2 separate regions of the Gossypium hirsutum genome follow, and region 2 is linked to region 1. Evidence: chromatin contacts called from public Hi-C data. All regions are on one chromosome and are shown on one strand. Each heading gives the region's core, a stretch centred on a gene start, on an enhancer-like site or on the middle of the called end of the contact. The rest is flanking DNA. Distances are from core to core; before and after follow the strand shown.

Evidence for each region. Hi-C and Micro-C count contacts between places; a contact is called where the count stands out from the background.
Region 2: a Hi-C map of leaf shows a contact between it and region 1, with 1.9 times the contacts expected there. The contact joins the promoter of LOC121210829 here to the promoter of LOC107928787 in region 1. A contact is called at or near these places in 5 of 34 Hi-C or Micro-C datasets (callus, leaf and seedling).

Annotation. Positions count from the first base shown.
Region 1 is chrA12:4,078,845-4,081,671 of Gossypium_hirsutum_v2.1, forward strand. LOC107928787 (protein NONRESPONDING TO OXYLIPINS 2, mitochondrial) reads right to left here and starts at 1,403. Exons shown (of 3, transcript XM_016860056.2): 1 at 1,119-1,403; 2 at 926-1,044; 3 at 95-451. The coding sequence starts at 1,243. The coding sequence ends at 432. It also overlaps the pseudogene LOC107928778.
Region 2 is chrA12:4,284,116-4,286,815 of Gossypium_hirsutum_v2.1, forward strand. It overlaps LOC121210829 (transcription factor bHLH63), which reads left to right and starts at 1,361. Exons shown (of 7, transcript XM_041082519.1): 1 at 1,361-2,154; 2 at 2,303-2,527; 3 at 2,622-2,700. The coding sequence starts at 1,681.

The DNA.
Region 1 (2,827 bases), core at 153-2,652:
TTGATTTAGTAAATGAGAAAAGCAAACTACGCTATTAGTACACGTGTGTGTGTGCGTCCATTGTTTTCATGGTTTTTCATGAATTAGGTGCACCTTAAAAAATCTTATTGTTCTTTTCATGTCCAGATATATATCAAATACATGAATACTGAAAAAAAAGTTAAGAGCAAGAAAGCTTAGAAGTTCACTTTGTAAATAAAGTAAAATGGATTTTGCTTTGGGCAGTGATTCCTCCAAAGCATATAAAAGGTCTAAATCAGATGCATCACAAATCAACAACAAAACCCCCCAATATGCTGCAAAGGTAGCTAATCATTTGCTAAGACATTGGAGCTGAAGAAGTTTCAGTTGTCAGAAATCCCTTGACAGAGCTTTCAAAAACAAAGACCCTATGCTCTTAATGTCCCAGTCCCACAAAGTATCCAGCTTTGTCACAAGGGTGTTGCAAGTCCTATTTCATGAATTAGAAAACCAAGTTAGAAGTAGAACAGCTATGTTTGTACATCAAACAACATGCTTTCATGGATAGTCAAGTTTTATTCCATGACCATTAGAACACAGCATTATAACAATGCAGATCACACGGTTGTCTTCAAATACTTCAAGCTAACAATCCGAAGCCCATATTATTACTAGAAATTAGTACATATTTTTACATATATAATTCCTCAAAACAATTACAGCTAAGAGCATTGGAAGTCAATTTCTATATACAGTTTCTACTTCGGATTCTTGAATAACGTCAAAGGGAACGTAGGGAAGTGAAGGATAATTCATTCCTAAACTTGCAACAAAAACTATACTGCATTTGAAATTTATACCCAATTGTAGCATAAAAAAACTTGAACCAACAGAACAACTATAACGTTGATGAGACATTGATATATTAAACAATTGTTTCTTTTAAAAGGTATAGAAGAAAAACCTTGAGAGAGGCAGCTCCAACAGGAGGAATCGACGGCTATGCTTGATTGCAGGCGAGCAGATGCAATGGCACTATGAAGTGGCATCATCGACTCTAATCCTCCCAACGCCGAAACAATCCTTTAAAATTTAAAAAAAAATGAAGTTAAGAATTTGATAAAAAAATTTAGATGGAAAAAACACAAAGCAAGTACCTTGAGGCGCGAGGGAGGGATCTTGTTGAAGGATTTGGGATTAGGCTCTTTACAGTTAGGGTTTTAGACCGAGAAGCTAGGGTCCTCGAGCCAGCCCGCATTGCTGATCCGAAAAACGACGCCATCTCTCGCTGGTTTGGAAATTGGGTGGAGAGTTGAAACAAACACCGGGAGGCTGGCAGTGGTGTCTTCCTTAAACCCTAAAAATATCGGCTCAGAGATTTGAGATCCTGAGCTCCTTCGAAATGACGCTGTTGGATTGAAATGTTCTTCTTGGGCCATTGGGCCCTACTTTCTTTGAGCTGGACATTCATAAGTCCATATTAATGTAGCGCAGGATAAAACGATGTCGTAAAGAACTGAAAAGAGAAAATACCCGATTAATGAGGTGGGGAGGAGAAGCTTAGTTACAGCTCCGATCGAGATCAACGCCATCAACAATCAAAATCAATGGCTGCGATATTCGCTCGTAATTCTCTCAATGCTCTCCGAGCTCGACACCTCGTAAGAGCTCACTTTCCTCTTCTCCTTTTGATCCATACCTTAGATTTATATAATCATGGAATTGATTATTCATTAGAATTTGTTCATAGCCAGCGGGAATTAAAATGTTAGTTTTCTGGCACCTGATAATGTACAGAAATGAAGTTGTGGAAAAAGACGAGGCTCATATGTAGATTTAGGTTAGAGACTTTACCTCTGTTGTATATAATTTAAAATTTTATTCTCTTTTGTTTTACTTCAATTTCCATAAATTAAACTCTCGTTTTTTCCTGTTTTAATTGCTTTATCCATCGGCTCAAAAGCTATTATGTATTAACAGAACCTCACTGATTATTTGTCATCAACGTTGTTATGATTTTTCTGGGACTTGTATTTTTTCTTTTTGGATATTTTACTGATTCTTTTGGGTTATGTACTTATAAGCTGTGTCGGGGCAAGCGTTGCAAGGTTTACAAAACTATGGTCTGCAACTCAGTTCGCACTCCTACGGCACAAGAAAGGTCTTGCCTTACTCCCTCTTTGATCTTCCTTTTTATTATAGCTATAGCTATCTTGAAATTGGAAAAGTATTAAGAATTCTCTGGAATATGGATGGAAAGTGAAGATTATGAATTATTTTATGTTATTAATGGGGAGATATGTTTTGAGTTTTGGAAGAGCATGCGATGGGGAATAAATGCCTTTCAGTTTTCCACCACGGTTCTCCATGGAAATCATAAGAAATGCTTTAACAATTTTCTTCCATGCATGACCATCAATCCTAGTGTTTGATGGGACTTCTATTTTTAAGGCTGTTCTTTTGCTTGATATAAGATGTCTTGGTTCATGTGTGTTTTCATGTGTATTAACTGCAGATGATGTAGAAAGAGAGCAGCTTGCAAAGGAGATTTCTAAAGACTGGAGTTCTGGTAATATAGTGTGCACTGAAATGTTTCTGTCTCTATTTCTTGTTAGTAGTTCAATTTTATCTTTTTCAATTAATGTCTTTTTATATTCTTCTCAATGACAGTTTTTGAGCGAAGCATAAACACATTGTTTCTAATTGAAATGGTTAGGGGCCTCATGCTGACTTTCAAGTACTTCTTTGACTGAAAAGTTACAGTAAGTGTCCTCATGCTTCTTTTGAGCTTGCATTGAACATATTATGATACAAACCTGTCTTTCTTGTGCAGATTAACTATCCATTTGAGAAGGGTCCATTGAGC
Region 2 (2,700 bases), core at 111-2,610, 210 kb after region 1:
CTATAAAAAAATCATCTACTCTCTATGAAAAAACATTCTTTAAACAAAAAAAAAAAGAAAAAGAAGAAGAAGAAGAAAAGGGTAAACTATTAGAATAGCTACTTTGTTTGCCTTAGGTTACATTTTAGTCACTTATGTTTGAAATGTTACATTTTAGTCACTTACGTTATTGTGTTGTAACATTTTTATCACCAAGTCATTAATTGCCATTAACGGTGTAATGGTATGCTGAAGTGGCATGTTAAATCATCATTTTAGACAAAAATTTTAGGTTAAATTCTACAATTGGTCCTTATATTTTTTCATTTTGAGCAATTTAATTTTTTCCTTTTATGTTCTTTTAACTTTCTTTCTATTTTTTTCTTTTTTCTTTTCCATTCTCTTCTACTTCTCCCTCTGCTTTCCTCCCTTCTTTATTTCTTTTAATGTAGTTTTTTTTTATATTTTTTATTTGTTAAAACTAGTCCACAAGCTCGCTTCACAAGAAAAAATTAAATTATTTAAAAAAAATTAAAGTATAAGGACTAGTTTTAACAAATTGAAAACATAGAAAACTACTTTAAAAGAAATAGAGAAGGAAGAAAAACATAGGAAGAAGAAAAGGGGAATGGAAAATAAAGGAAAAAAAAAGAAAGTTAAAAAGAACATAAAATAAACAAAATTAAATTGTTCAAAACAAAAAAGATATGGGGACCGATTATATAAATTAACCTAAAATGTTTATTTGAAATGATGATTTAACGTGCCATGTCAGCTTACTGTTACATTATTAACGACAATTAACGGCTCAGTGACTAAAATGTTACAACACGATAACGTAAGTGACTAAAACGTAACATTTCAAACATAAGTGACTAAAACGTAACTTGAGGTAAACAAAAGTAACTATTTTGAAATTTACCCAAAATAAAACCATTCTCTTCAAAAGCTACTACCTTTATAAAAATATTTTTCCTATTAAAAATACCATGGAAAGATATATATATTTTAAAAAGAATAATGTATTATATAATTTTTTTACCTAAATAATTGATGTATACATAATTTAATTTAAATAAAAGTCATAATGATTTTTTTGTTCTCCAAATTAAAAAAAATGTTATTTTAACTTTTTTTTTAAATATTACTTTTTAGGCTATTAAATTTACGTTTTTTGTCAAACTATTCTAAAATAAATGAAAAAGCTAAATATTTTTTTAACTTTGTTGACGCTATATATACATAAACATGTTAACTTTTTTATCCATTTTGGAGTAATTTAACAAAAAAACGTAAGTTTAAAAATTGAAAGAGTCAAAAAATGAAATGATTGACTAAAATGATTTTTTTTTTTAAAGTTAGAAGGGACAAAAGATAGATTATGCCTAAATAAAAATACTGCTTGTATTTCTACTCTAGTTTCCCCTTTATATATACCTCATCCTCCCTCCTCCCCCTGCCCTTTAAAACTCACTGTTCCCAAAAGTAACGAAAGATTTCAGAAAAAAGAAAAAGAACAACAAATTCTCAGAGTACATCACCTAGTGATATATGGTACTATCCCTCACAATGAACTCGTGTTAGCCTTGGAAGTCGTATAGTGAACCTGCCTAATCCTTCTTCATCTTAAACACTATTCTTTGATTTTGATCTTTCACTTCCCCTTTGTTGTTTGATTTTGGCTTATTTTGAGATTTTGACATGAATAGAGCATTAGCAGAGACATTGACAGTGCTGGATAGACAAAGAGCACGCGTGAAATGGCAACAAGAAAGCTATTTCAGCGAATTAAGTGGGGTGTTTTCGAACCAAACCAGCACCCATGTTCATGGCTTTCAGGGTGATTTAATAAGCGATGAGTCGGTGTTGGATGACTTGGTGATGACTCGGCAAGTGAAGCCTGACCCTCACTTAGAGACATCCTGGCCTGAGTTGGGGAAGGTTGACATGGCTGGCATGGGGTTTGGGCCATGCGGCTACAGTAATGGACCGAGTTTTGATATGAATTACGCCATTTCTAGGACTTTTAGCTGCCCTCCAGCTGTGGCGGCGACTATAGCCAAAGAGGCGACGGAGGTCAAGGGCAAAGAGTCGATTGTCTCTGAGAACATGGGTTCAGCCGTTGCAAGAGAAAGCTCCAAGAAAAGGAAAGCTGACAAGTTGCATAACTTAAAGGTTCATGTTCTGTTGTGTCTACACCTCTCTTGTTTTATACAAAATGTTCTGTTTTGGGATCTTGTCTCTTGTGCCAAAGAACCAAACTTTGGCAAAAACCAGGCCAAAAATCATTAAATGGAGTTGGTATTTTTTGATATGTGTGTAGGTTGCTGCGGATGATGACTCTAAGAAGACCAAAGCCTGTGGAGAAGAAGGGGAAGAGTCAAAAATTACAAGACCACCCAACACCAACAAAAGCAGCACCAAGCAGGAACCTTCTGCTGATACCTCCAAGGAGAATTCAAAGCTCACTGAGGTTCAAAAGCCCGATTATATTCACGTCAGGGCACGTCGTAGCCAAGCCACTGATAGCCATAGCTTAGCTGAGAGAGTGAGTAGGAAATTTGTGTGTGTGTATATATGTTTCTATGTTTTGAATACAGAATGATGTCTTAATTGGTTTGGTTTATGTTTTCATTTTGTAGGTTAGAAGGGAAAAGATCAGTGAAAGAATGAAATATCTGCAAGATTTAGTTCCGGGGTGTAATAAAATCACTGGGAAAG